2 separate regions of the Mus musculus genome follow, and region 1 is linked to region 2. A link is a contact called in public Hi-C data. All regions are on one chromosome and are shown on one strand. The core of a region is the stretch at or near the end of the contact, and the rest is flanking DNA. Distances in the headings are between cores, read along the strand shown.

What was found. Hi-C and Micro-C count contacts between places; a contact is called where the count stands out from the background.
Region 1: a Hi-C map of uterus shows a contact between it and region 2, with 3 times the contacts expected there. The contact joins two enhancer-like sites. A contact is called at or near these places in 1 of 484 Hi-C or Micro-C datasets (uterus) and 1 of 115 datasets of contacts at active chromatin or transcription factors (pancreatic cancer cells).

Annotation. Positions count from the first base shown.
Region 1 is chr11:117,230,985-117,237,642 of GRCm38.p6, forward strand. It overlaps a transcript of Septin9 not described here. Among named protein-coding and RNA genes, the nearest start is that of Gm39478, 32 kb to the right of the region's middle. Within about 2 kb of position 4,632, at least 80 of the 459 cell types and tissues checked have an H3K27ac peak or open chromatin away from gene starts, as enhancers often do. A contact at or near this core is called in pancreatic cancer cells and uterus, where this site is marked.
Region 2 is chr11:116,644,123-116,650,372 of GRCm38.p6, forward strand. Cygb (cytoglobin) reads right to left here. Exons shown (of 4, transcript NM_030206.4): 2 at 5,662-5,893; 3 at 5,161-5,324; 4 at 1,473-2,870. The coding sequence ends at 2,837. Among named protein-coding and RNA genes, the nearest start is that of Cygb, 7.1 kb to the right of the region's middle. Within about 2 kb of position 3,384, at least 70 of the 459 cell types and tissues checked have an H3K27ac peak or open chromatin away from gene starts, as enhancers often do. A contact at or near this core is called in pancreatic cancer cells and uterus, where this site is marked.

The DNA of each region.
Region 1 (6,658 bases), core at 3,382-5,881, 590 kb after region 2:
GATGTTTGGGCTAGCAACCGGTGGCCAGGCACAAATGTTTTCCCAGGCTTGCTGTCTCTTTTTCTGGAGAGATTGTTAAACACGAGCCAGGCAAAGCGACACAAGCCTGTAATCCCAGTGCCCTGGATAAAAGCTTCGAGGATCTTCAGAAGTTCAAGGCCAGCCTGGCTTACCTAGAGTCCCTGTTTCAACAAAACCCCAATACAATAAAGAGATGCCATTTTTCACAGAAACAGCCCTTAATCCTGACACAAATGTGTGCATGCTTTCTTTAAGCCGAGACTGCACAGCAAAGCGCTGCTTCCCACCAGGTTTTTTTTTTTTAATATTTTTATTTTTTTTAAGATTTATTTATTTATTATATGTAAGTACACTGTAGCTGTCTTCAGACACTCCAGAAGAGGGTGTCAGATCTCTTTACGGATGGTTGTGAGCCACCATGTGGTTGCTGGGATTTGAACTCCGGACCTTCGGAAGAGCAGTTGGGTGCTCTTACCCACTGAGCCATCTCACCAGCCCTTCCCACCAGGTTTGAGTGACTTTTTGGTACAAGAGTGCTCCCCTTCCTGGGGACGCTTCCCCTTGACCTTCCCACTGCTGTTACTGAGCCTATCCCGTGCAGCAGAGGCTCTGAGCAGGTGCCGAGGGCCCTCCTTCCTTCGGCCAGGTAACCAGCCCCTGGACCAGGTGTCCACCAGGAAATAGAGCTGAGGCCCCGGGCCAGCCATGTTCTCAGAGAGCCGCTGAGTCTGAGGAAATCACAACGGGAGGACGTGTTCCCTCCCTGGGGACCGCTGAGACTTACTGACTCATGTGTGTGGGGTGGGAATCTTCCAGGAAGCCTCCAGCCAGCTCAGCCTCTTGGGAGCCTGGGGTGGGGACAGCCTGTCCCTCTGATCTGCAGGCTGACAGGACAGGGAGAACGTCTCAGGGTTCAAATACCTCGGGCAGGTATTTGGAACCTTCTTTTGGTCCTCCTGTCTGGGAGGCGACCAGTACCTGCGCAGATAGGTTGGGTGTGATGAGGTTGAGCTCTAGACCCCTAAAGTAAGGTGAGGCAGGCGCGCAGGAAATAGGAGCTTTTTAAAATGTTTTAAAACCCCAAGAAAATCACAGCATCGCTGGACGGGAGGAAAATGAAAGACTTTGGAAGTGGCCAGGAATTTGACTCTGCGAGTTGGTTTCCAAGAGCCTAGTTAAGCATCTCCAAGTGGATATTAAAAGGGAACAGCCAGACTCCAGCGGCGGGGGCTGGAGGGGGCGGGGAGAGGAGGCAGTGCCGGAAGCTGCACGCTGGACGCTGGACGGCTGGGGCCACGGCACTGTGGGCCAAGCAGGCAGCTGGTCCCGCGCTCAGGGAGAGGACCCAGGGACGCCCCGGGATTCCATCGAGGCTCCCCCTTCTATTTTTTTTTTTTTAATTTATCTCCTTGCGCTCCCCATTCCCCCTCTGTGTGGCAGAGACAATGCTACTTCAGTTCGGAGCAGAGACATATGACCAACACATGGAAATGTGGTAATTTGGATCTGTTCGTGATTGCAACAGATTGAAGAAATTAGACCAGACAAAGAGTGTTTTTAGAGGAAGAGGAGGAGGAGGAGGCAGAGAGAGAGGGAGAGAAGGAGGGCGACGGGGTGAGAAAGGGGAGGAGGACCCCTCTGCGCAGGGGACACCCGGCATCCCAGCTGCCTGCTGTAAATACATCCGTAGGAATGGAGAGAGATCGCATCACAGGTAGGCCACAGCCCTCCACGTCCCGGGTACCCCATCCCTGACCAGGACCCCAGTCCAAATGGTGTGGCCATACTGCGGCTTTGGGAAGTGAGCACCCAAGGTCACGTTTAACAACTTTTACAGAAATCTTTCTTTCTTTCTTTCTTTCTTTCTTTCTTTCTTTCTTTCTTTCTTTCCTTTCTTTCTTTCTTTCTTTCTTTCTTTCTTTCTTTCTTTCTTTCTTTCTTTCTTTCTTTCTTTCTTTCTTTCTTTCTTTTCCTGCTGACTATTCCACATTGGTGAGCTGGAATGTGGCTTCCCCACTCGAAGCCCAGCCGGGTCTGGCTTTTATTTAAACTGGGCCCCTTCTGCCGAGCTGTTTCTCTTTCATTTTCCGGTGTGCCACTTTTCTGTCTGTGATCGCTGTGAATTCAGAGACGCTGGAAGGGTGGATAGTGGGGATGGACTCTGCACAGGGCCAAAGCAAGCTTGTTTATCTATCATCTGGCCTTGGTCTCCTCCTGAAATAGCCTTGCTGGGCCTCCCGGGCTGCTGATTATAGAGGTGGTGTCTCCCAGTGCTTGGAGGAGGTGTATGCACACGTGTGCACCCTCGTGTGTGTGTGTGTGTGTGTGTGTTCTTGGGCCAGAGTGCAGTGTGCATGAGTGCACATGCAACCACGTACTCCTGCAGCCCCCTTAGACCCAATATAGACCCAGCAGGGGTGTGAACAGTTCAGGGAAAGGCATCTCCTTTCCTTAGCCACCCTGGTCAAGTTGTTCCCAGGTTAAATTTCCCAGTTCCTGCTGGGACCATCAATGTCTGAGGTCATTACTGCCCCTTCTGCCTTGAGTGTCATCTGAGTCAGGGGCTGCAGGAGAGTATGGGGGCGGATTTTAGAGATGTAACTCGTACTCCGGATTTGTGTTGTCCTGTGCTCATGATGAGACTGAACCCCACCCCAAAGTGTCATTGGCACCGGGGTATTGGTTACCTCTGAGTGCATGCACAGAGAGGTCCCTGAGAAGCCAAAGGGAAGGAAGAAGACACATCTCAGGTCCCATCTGAGGGATGACCTGTCACCACCAACCCTGGGATTACTGCAATTCTGATGCTGGCCAGGCCTTCACTGAGAGGTGGCCACCTGGTGTCTTGCTGACAGCAGTGTGTCCTGTGATCCTGTCGGGCACAGCACGAAACCCGGGAGGGAAACCTGCTTGTGATCAGCATGATTAGTAGATAGGCGAGGTTTTCTGCCCAGTTTGTAGAGGCAACATGGCAGGGGACACTAGCAGCTGCTTCCGAGGCCTGCACAGGTGGTGATGTATCCTCACCCCACCCCCAGGAAGCCTGGCCCTGCCACCTCCTCGTGACCAGCTGTAAAATGACAGTTGTGTTAGCGGCTGGCTGACAGGGGCCTGCACTTGTCTGTGCGGCTGTACTGGGTTTTGGGTTCAGGGCCTCCTCAACCACTAAGCCACACATGTGTCCAGCCCAGCCTTCATTCTGTGCATGACAGGGCCCAGCCCAGGTAGGTGACAGCAGGGTATTTGAGAGGCTCGCATGAGGGAGAGGTGGTTCCCTTGAGACTCAAGGGTGGAAGCTTGGAGATTCACAGGCTGACCAGAGAACAAAGCAGCCTTTGAGAGCCCTGGATCCTGGCCTTCACCACCCGACCCTCACTGGTGCCCTTAGCCAAGGACAGCGCAGCACCGGACCAGAGCGAGACCTTCTCCTTTTGTTTGTTTTGAGGCAGGTTACCTGGCCCCAATTTCACTGTGTAGTCCTGGATGGTATTGAACTCCCAATCCTGCTGCCTCTATGGTCAGGTTGCTGGGATTACAAACCTGCCGCAGGTTTATGTGATGCTGGGAATGGACCAGGGTACTGTGCCAGGGCCATACACTCTACCAGTGAGCTACATCCTCACGTGGTGCCTTCTCTTAGGATGGGTCACGGCCAAAGACCAGTCCTCCCCTCCCCCTCTTTTTTTTTGGGGGGGCTGTGAATGGAATCCAGGGCCTCAGTTGTGCCTGGAGGTGCTGTACAGTTGCAGTTCTCCCCGACATTTACATTTTCTTTTTTTCATTTTGAGGTGTCGTCTTGCTATGTGTCCCTGGTTGATCTCAAACTCAGGATTACCCTACTTCAGCCTCCTGAGTAACTGGATCTGGGCACAGGCCACCATGCTAGGCATGACTGTCGCTCTAGGAACCCTTCATTTGGATGTATTTTTACAAAAGTTTTCTTAACCAAAACTCAGCCGTAAATGGCCAGACTAGGACAGAAGAGGAAAACCCCCACCCCTCCTCCAGCCTGGTCTTCACCCAGTTGATTAATTAGGGTCAGTTGGAGCCCTAATCCTAACCCCAGTCCCCGGGGAAGTCAGGCTCTTGCCCTGTCCCTGCAGGGTGGCCTTGAGCAGATTACTTTGTGGCTTGCCCTCAGTTTCCTTATCTGTAGAGTGAGACTGAGTCCCTCCCCTTGGTGGGCTTCTGAGGTTTTGGTGTGCACTTGGCTGGCTCCCCGTTTCCAGCTGGCTGTGCTGTATCCTGCCATTCTGTCTCAGTGTCAGATGCTATGAAAGCTGCCTCCTTCCATCCCTGCTTCCACGCTGGGAGGCTGTGGGCCAGGGCACTCCAGTGGATGGAGACCTGGCTGGCTGGATGCCCCAAGGACTGGTGGCTGAAGCCGGTCCAGCCCTGCTGCCCAGGAGGTGTGGTCAAGGGTGTGGTCTTGCCCTGGTTGGGGCCATGGGACCTTCTAGCCGCAGGGAAGAGGTTCAGGGCTTGAGTGGGCATCCTTAGCTCTGCCCTGTCCTTTCTTTTCCTTTCCGCTCCCCCTCCCACCTTGTGGGGCTGGCCCGGGGTCCTCTCAGAGATTTCCCCAGGCAAATGCTTCAGGCTCCTCAGCAGGGCTGGCATGAGTCACTGAGCAGAGACAGGCCCCAGAGGCACGGGATGCTGCGTTCTCAGCCAAGGGTCGGCGTGGTTTCTCTTTTCAGTCTTCTGGATTGGCTTTGTGGCTCTTAGAAATTAAGCAGTTTTATCTTGTTCCAAGCGCTTGTGTTTCAGCACGGGGTGGGGAGAAAGAGAGAGAGAGAGAGAGAGAGAGAGAGAGGCTGACTCTCTAAAAGGGAGCTTTCTACTCAGCCAGGGGACAAGGAGAGGACAGGGAGGGTGAGAAAGGCTAGGCCAATGGGGCAGTCACAGACAGGGATCATGGGAGACACTGCCCAGTAAGGAATCCACACATGGCTCTCTGCAAGGGTCCAACTGCCCTGGCATTGGATGTATGCTCCTGGCTGGGGTCTGGTTTGTGTAGTGAGACACCAGGGTCCCAGGTCTTCTCTGCCACGGGGCAGGCAGACAACCGGGGCTCTCTGGAGGCTCACTGCCCCATTCAGTCCTCTCATCTCCCACCTCTGGGCTGGCCGCAGAGCCTCTGGCGGGCTCCAGCTGTGACTGATGGATTGCTGTGACTTTGCTTAGCTCTGCAGGTCAGAAATCAGAAGCAGAACGAGCTGGGCAGGGCTAGCTCCTTCTGAAGCTCCAAGCAGCTCTTGGCCCAATGCTTTCCCAGCTCCTGGTGGCTCCAGCAGCGTCGGCTTTCTTGGCTTCTGCCTCTGCTGTCTCGTGACCGGCTTCTCTCAGATCTCCCTCTGCCTTTCTAAAAATGAGGATATTTAAGGCCTCTGGGCAGCTGGGATGATCACAACTTAAGCCACCACATTCTATCCACAAAAAGCCTTTCCTTTTTTTTTTTTCCTTTCAAGAAAAAAAAAAAAAAGAGTCTATCTGTGTTTGTGTACATTTGCCCTGACACGTGTGGAGGTCAGAGGACAACTTGAAGAAATCTGTTCTCTGTTTCCATCATTTGGGTGCAGAAACAGAATTCACGTCATCAGGCTTAGTGACAAGCACCTTTACCAGTTGAGCCATATAGCTTGCCCAAGAGCCTTTTCTCCCAGACACTGCTCTCTGTGTTGGGGGGGGATAGACGTATGGGGTGGTAGGGGTATGGGGATATGGGGTGTGAGAGTACCAGAGTAAGAGTCTGGGGTGGTAGGCGTTTGTGGGGGACACCATTCTCCCTGTGTAGCTGGTGTTGGGCTGGTTATAAGACTAGTAATAGTTGAGGTGGCCTTGAACCCCTGATGGTCCTGCCTCCGCCTATCAAGTGCTGGGATTACAGGTGTGTGCCTTCACACCAGGCTCTGCCCATTTTTGAGTCAAGTTGCTTTGTTATTGAGTTGAGGGAGCTCTTTATATATGCTGGTTATTAGATCCTTATTTGATCTATCCTGTCGGTACTTTCTCCTGCTCCGTGGACAGTTGTTACCCTCACAGCACCCGCCTGGGTTTGAAGCTTACAATGAAGAGTGGAGAATAGCACACCACCTGGCCACTTGATTCCTTCAGCATTGCCTGTCACATGGGTTTGAGCAGGAGATGTGGTGTCTGTATGTGTGTGTGTGCGCACATGTAGAAGCCAGTGGACAGCCTTGGCTATTGTTCTTCAGGCACCACCCACCACATGTTTTGAGACAGAGTCGCTTAACAGCCTGGAGCTTGTTGTGTAGGCCAGGTGGCCATCGAGCTCTGAGGACCCACCTGGGCTGAAACTGCACACGTCACCATACCAGGCTCTTTACCAGGGTTCTGAGATTTTGAACTCGGGTCATCCTGTTTGCAAGACATTGCTGACCGAGCTCCCCAGGCTGCGGTGGTGTGTGTTTATGGGGAGTTATTAGAAGCTCCTACAACTGAGGGGTGGACTGACTTGGGGGCTTGAACAGCCAGAGAAAACCAACAGTTCAAAAGCCATGGGCAGAGAGGACCTCAAAAACAAAGGCTCTGACGTTAGAGCCAAGGAGGGTGTGAGTGGAGAGGGGTGCTGTGGAAATGGGTGGGAAAGAAATGGCCTCTGACTCTGTTCTGTTTG
Region 2 (6,250 bases), core at 2,134-4,633:
TTAACATTGTGTCTTGCTTTGTAGTCCTTCTTCCTCGGCCTCTCCAGTGTTGGGAGCATCACCACACCGGGCTTCCTATTTTCAAATGGAAGCTCTGAAAGATTTGCTCTCTTGCCCAGAGTCACACAGCAGCGCCGCCGACTGAGTGTGAACTCGGAGGCCACCAGTCTGGCATGCTCTCTCTCTGGAAAGGCCTGGCCTGCGCTGCCCTCTCAGCACCCTGCATCCTCCTCCGGTTCCCGGCTCACTCTTGGCCCGTGTGTTTGTGTTGCTTTCTAAGACTGCTATTTATTTATTCTTTGGATTTCCAGCGAGTTCTCTGCTGTGCCAGGCGCCCAGGAGATGAAGAGAGGAGCGGCCTACATTCAAGTGCAGGAACTGGGAGACAAGACTTTTCCCCTTGTTAGCTGAGTCCTCTCAGACAGCCTGAAGCCCTCCCAAGGGGCAGAAGCGGTTTCCGGTTCTCCTGTACCCCTCCCTATGGTGACCTCCTTGGTTTCTCCTCAGAGACTTGATGCTGCTGTTGTGACCATTGCTATGGGGGGATGGACAGGCCTTGCTCAGCGGGGCTTGGGAAGAGTTTCTGGGCTGAGAGCTTAGGGTTGAAGGTTAATTCCAGCAGGGCTCCTTTTCTGCTGTACCCAAGGGCTGATCCCGGAAGCATCGGGGCCTATTCAGCATCTCGAGTGAAATGTCTGTGCGCAGGCCTAGAAGGTTGAGGTTTAATTTTTGGCTATGTCACTAGTGTACACGACCAGGGCCCGTCTGCATGGACAGCTGGACAGTACTCCCACCCCACCCCTTTTTGAGGCAGGGGCTTATCATGTAGCCCAGGCTGTCCTCTGACTTGTAATCCTCCATTCCCCGTCTGGTGGGTGCTCAGATGACACATGTGTGCTACCAAGCCCAGCTCTGACAACACTCCCTTTATCCCACACTGACCCTGTCCTTGCCAGATTTCCTGGACAAAATCCAAAAGGCACTGATTTATTTATTTATCTATTTATTTATTTATTTATTTCTGGAGATTAAACCTAGGGCCTGGGTATGGCCAGGCCAATGTTCTTGCCCTGAGCTGGACCCTCAGCTTTCTTTATTTTTTATTTTGAGATAAGGACTTACTAAGTGGCTCAGGCTGGCTTTAAACTTGTGACTTACCCCCACCCCCACCCCCACCCCGCCTCAACCTCCCAAGAAAGCTCTAAACCAGATAGTCCTAGCTTCTCTGAAGTTTTAGTAAGACAGACCCATCCCTTGCTCCTATAAAATCCAACTTCTGCCCTTTTTTTCTTAGCCTCTGAGCAATCGACAGTCCAACTCAGAGTGCCCCACCCAGGAGCAGCTAGAGCCAGCACAAGGGAAGGGGTTCCCTCAATGGAACTGTTTTCAATGAAACCACCCTTAGCTAGAACTGCTGAGGGGAGAGAGGGGTGACGGCAGGTCCAGGAGGAAAAGATCAAGCAGAGGCCAGAGACAGGAAGAACAGACCTGGTTTAATGACACAGCTGGATCTGGTTACAAACATCAGAAACTACAAAAGACAGGCAGTTACAGGAAGGCTGTGCGAGGGTGGGACCAGAGGGGACGCAGGCACGGTAGCCACAGCAGTAAGACATCTTCCAGGACAGTACACGTGACCAAGGGGTACACACGGGGTTCCCAGCAATGTTAAGGAGACTATGTGGAGAGGGTGAGCAGGTGGCCCCAGAGGAGGGCAGGAGAGAGAGGCCCTGGTCTGCTGAGGGGTGTGAGGACAGCCCCCGTCCTGTGGCCTGGCTGCTGTCTGAAGTGAGCAGGTGAGGCTGACATTCTAGGGCTCCACACTGAGGCTGCCCCTCACCCCCACCCCCATATACCGGACACATACACTGGCCAACATCCCATTGGGATCTCCTGAACTCTTGGTGTGTGCCCTGATCCTTGCCCTTTCCAGGACAAGCCAGTCAGGCAAACCCTTGGGGAGGGGAGGGGAGGGGAGGAGAGGAGAGGGGAGCCAGATCTTTATGTTTTTTTTTTTTCTTCCGTTTGACCCGAGGTCTTCCTGTGTAGCCCCAGCTAGCCTGAAACTCACCACCGTGGAGACCAGGTAGATGACCACCTGACCTCAGACGCAACGATTGTCCTTCCTCCGCCTCCCAAGCTCTGGGATTCTCTTGTTTTGTGGGGGTAGGGCAGGAATGCAGGGCACTGAGCTGTAGGAGCAAGCTGACTCACCCCAACTCTCCCACCTGGCCCCTCCTCTTGTGCTGTTGCCAGCTTTCACCCTGCTCCCGGTAGAGCTGCCCAGAAAGATGGCCAGGACTCTTCTGGCCTCCCACGGCTGGGCAAGACCTAGGCTTCTGGGCCTGCAGGCGCACTCGATAGATATGTACGTGTGTGTTATATATATTTATATATAGATAGTATATAGAATATATCTGTGTATATGGTAGATGTGTGTGCGTGATGCTCTAGAGATGGCGAGGAGAACCTGCATGCTGGCGGGCAGAGTGAAGCAGGGATAGTTCCTTTCTGAAGTGACTCACGGGCTTGTCCTCGCTTCCCACCGGCCACTTTGCCAGGTCCCTCTCTAACAGTCAGTAGAAAAAGCTAAGAAGAGTGTGCCCCTGCTGTGAGGCAGAGGGATTCCCCTCTGCTAGATTCAGCATCCAGGGATCCAGCCCCACCTCCCAGTAGCCTGGGGGGACCACAGCCATGATGAAGGCCTCCTTTCGGGAAGTCGAGTCAGGGGTTCCTCCAGCTTCCTTGGCACCCAGAAATGGAAGGTCAATGCGTGTCTTCAGAAGTCGGCCTTCTGCCCAAAGTGCTGCCAGGGAGGGGGGAGCTGGGAGGGGTCTTACGGCCCTGAAGAGGGCAGAGTGGCTGGTGGGCTGTGGATGAGACAGGAGATGAAGGTAACAGGTTACAGGGGTCAGTGGGGAAAGGTGGATGATGGGACACCTGAGGTACCGGGAGAGGTGACTTGGGGGTCTTGGGATGGGACCCTTTCTGCTGAGAGACCCAACACCGCTGCACAACCCCCCATTACCTCCAACCTCACTGTGCTACCTCAAGCCAGTTGGGTGGCCCACAAGGGGCCTGGATCTGTCCCTCTAAAATGCGACCGGCGTCGTATATGCTTGCCCACTGAGGACAGAAGCGATTCACACACTCTACGATGTCACACACTCTACGATGTCACAGGGAGAGCCAGCCTGAACTTGTTTTCCGTTCATCTGGAAATAGGCTGTGCTGCTTGGCGCAGCAGAGCGAGTGCTCCCTGGCTTCTGTGTGGTAATGTCTTCATCCATGAAACTCCTTTTAGCCCCGTCCCAGAACCCCTCCACCCACACAGAGTCACACAGCCCGGAGCAGAGACAGTTCAATAAACAGTGTGGTCTGGCTCACTCTGTTTCCCTGATAAGAGAAGTTGGACAGGGCCCTTCTAGAAGTTGGCCCTGAGACTCCACCCTGCCCTGTGAGGCAAGGAGATCCCGCCAGTAGGTGGGGTCTCACAGGCCGTGGCCCATGCCTAGGCCCCCAGGACACCAGAGATGGGGATGATGGCTGTTAAGGGAGGAGAAGAAGATCCCAATGGGACAGCTAGGGAGACCCCGTGTGGGTGCTCAGGCCCCGGGGAGAGGTGGGGAGAGGTGGCTAAGCCCTGGGGTGTCTGGCGCCTCATCATCTACCCTCATTCAGCTTACTAGGACCAAAGGGGGACAGGCGCTTGAGGTTTGGCTAGAACTAAGTCCCTGGGGTCCAGCTGGGGCAGGAGGGGCGGGGGAGCTCTCTGGCCATGTGTTTCTGATTCACTGGGGCTGGCTGGCCAGCTCTTCCCTGCAGTCCCTCTAGGCCCTGTAAAAAGCTCTTTTCTCCAAAAGCAGGAAGTCTTGTGTCCGTGGCTGTAAACAAACTCATCTCAGGCTGCAGCGCCTGCCTGGGGGGGGGGGAGAGGTGGGGGGAGAGGTGGGGGGAGAGGTGGGGGTGGGGGTGGGGGGTGAGCCCCTCTGACATCTCCCCTTCCAGTCTCCTCCCTGGTCTCTTTCAGTGGCAACCGGAGGTAACCTCAGTTTTCCAGCCTGGCCAATGCCCTTCTCTGGCAGGTAAAACTCCAGGGTCTGGGGGGCAGGCTAGGTCCAGCTGTACACATCTGGAATTGACCTGGAGGCAAGGAACAATTCCTGAGAACTCTGTCTGCTCTCCTGGGGAGCTGCTGATATTGGGAAGAGGCACGAGTGGACTGGTTGGTCAGTGGCAGGAAGGGCAGCAGACCCAGCCTCTCCCTGCCCCTGGTGACCTCTGCAGAGCTGGGCAGGGAGGCCCGTAAACAGGAGGTGGCACGGGGGCCTTAGAAGAGCCTTTTCCATGGGAAACTGCTGGGAATATTTCTCTACAACACGTGTCTCAAGCCGCTGGCTGACCCCTGGTTCCTGTTCCCGCCTCCGCTCTCCTCCTTCCTCCTTCAGTTCTGCCTCTGCCCTTCCATTCAGCTCCCTCTTGGAGGTCTAGGGGGGTCTGAGTGTTCCCAGCCGCCGGCCACATTCGAAGGCCAGCCCAGCCCTCGCTGGCGCTTCCAGCCAGCAAGGAGTCACTGAGTCCGGCCACCCTGTCGGAGCCTAGAAGTGGAAGCCTTCCACTGGTCAGACTGGAAGTAAATATCCCCCTAGTTTTGTCCATGGGCGTGACACCCGTGTAGGTCCCTTGTGGGCTGGGCATGTGTATGTGTCCTCGTGACCTTCCTGGCTCCAGCTCTGTTAAGGCAGACGGTGGATGGAAGTACAGACTGGTCACTGTGAATGGGAAACAGGCCTATAGGATTGGTATCAGGGAGGAAGGGTGTAGTTGGCCCACTCTGCTCTGAGCCTGAGGAGCCATCGCCCTGCCGGGAAATCATCATAACCTTGGCTGATCTGAACTCTCCCTGCTCCAGACAAGGAGAAGCACTGCCCAGATAAATCTACTTGGAGTTCACAGCTCTGTGTAGCCAAGAGTCAGGGCTGGACAGGAGCTGGCCTGCAGTGAGAAGGGCGCTGTCTCACAGGCCCTCTGCCTTGTGTCTGCTTTTCAATGTGTCTGCAAGCCTGAAGGGTTCCTGGTCCCAGGAGAGATGGGAAGCCCGGGGGGACAAGAGAGGACACCGCAGGGAGGCTGCCCAGCCCACCCTCACCCGCTCCTCACGTGGTGGTGTTGGGGACCTGCTGTACCCAGCCCACTTCCTTGTAGGCTGCGGTCACGTGGCTGTAGATGAGACCCCGCAGCTTGGCCCAGGCTTTCTGCGTCTCCACAGGGAAGTCATTGGCAAATTCCTCGGCGATCACCTCCAGAATGACCCCAGAGAGAATCTGGGGGCAAAGGAGGGAAGGTGGGGGTAAGCGCCTGAGCACCCTGCCTCCCACCGTCCCCAGGATCCCTGCTAGGGTCACACTGGCTTGTGTGACACAAACTAACAGCCTGGTGGTTACTGGAGACCATGCTCTCAGGACAAGGACTGCACTGGGCTGGTCCTACCTCTCTCTCCTGCTGTGTCCCCTTCTGGCCACAGCCTCTCCAGGGGAACAGGCTAGCAGCACGGTAGCCATCTCTGCTATTCAGGAGCCCTCCCAGAGCTATAGGTTGTAGGGAGCTATGGCCCAGTGGCCTGCGGGCTCTGGACAAGAGCAAAGAAAAGGACGGACGTACCTTAAAGTACATAGGTTCCACCTTGTGCTTGAGGGCGTGGGCCTTGCCGACCAGGGCGAGCACAGAGGATACCTTGTCTGGGTCATGCAGGTTCTCCACGACAGTGTTGAGGGCCCCCATGACCCGGCAGGCGTGCTTCCGCAGCTGGGGACTCCTCTCCATCTCCAAGGGATCCTCCATGTGTCTAAACTGGCTGAAGTACTGCTTGGCCGAAGGGAAGTTCACAAAGAACCTGGTAGGAGGAAGGGGGTGGGTGCTGAAGCAGGGGGCTCCCTCTGAGTCCCTCCGGAATGGCCAAGATGGAGGCGGGGGAGAAGTAGTTATGTCCCCACCCTGGTAATGGTTCTTACTCTCATACAGAGATGTCCATCCATCACAGGCTCTCCCTCTGGCCAGGTCCCTCTGGGACCACTGACTGAGCTGTGCCTACACTGCCTTTGCCCAGAGTCCCCTCTGTCCCAGCCAGACAGATGCACTTAGCATCTGCCAGCCTTCCTTCCCATGATGCAGTGGGATGCCTGACACATGCCCCATGTCAGACCTGCTCCTTTCTGGTCACCTAGGGTGGCTGTTTCTCCATGGCCATTAG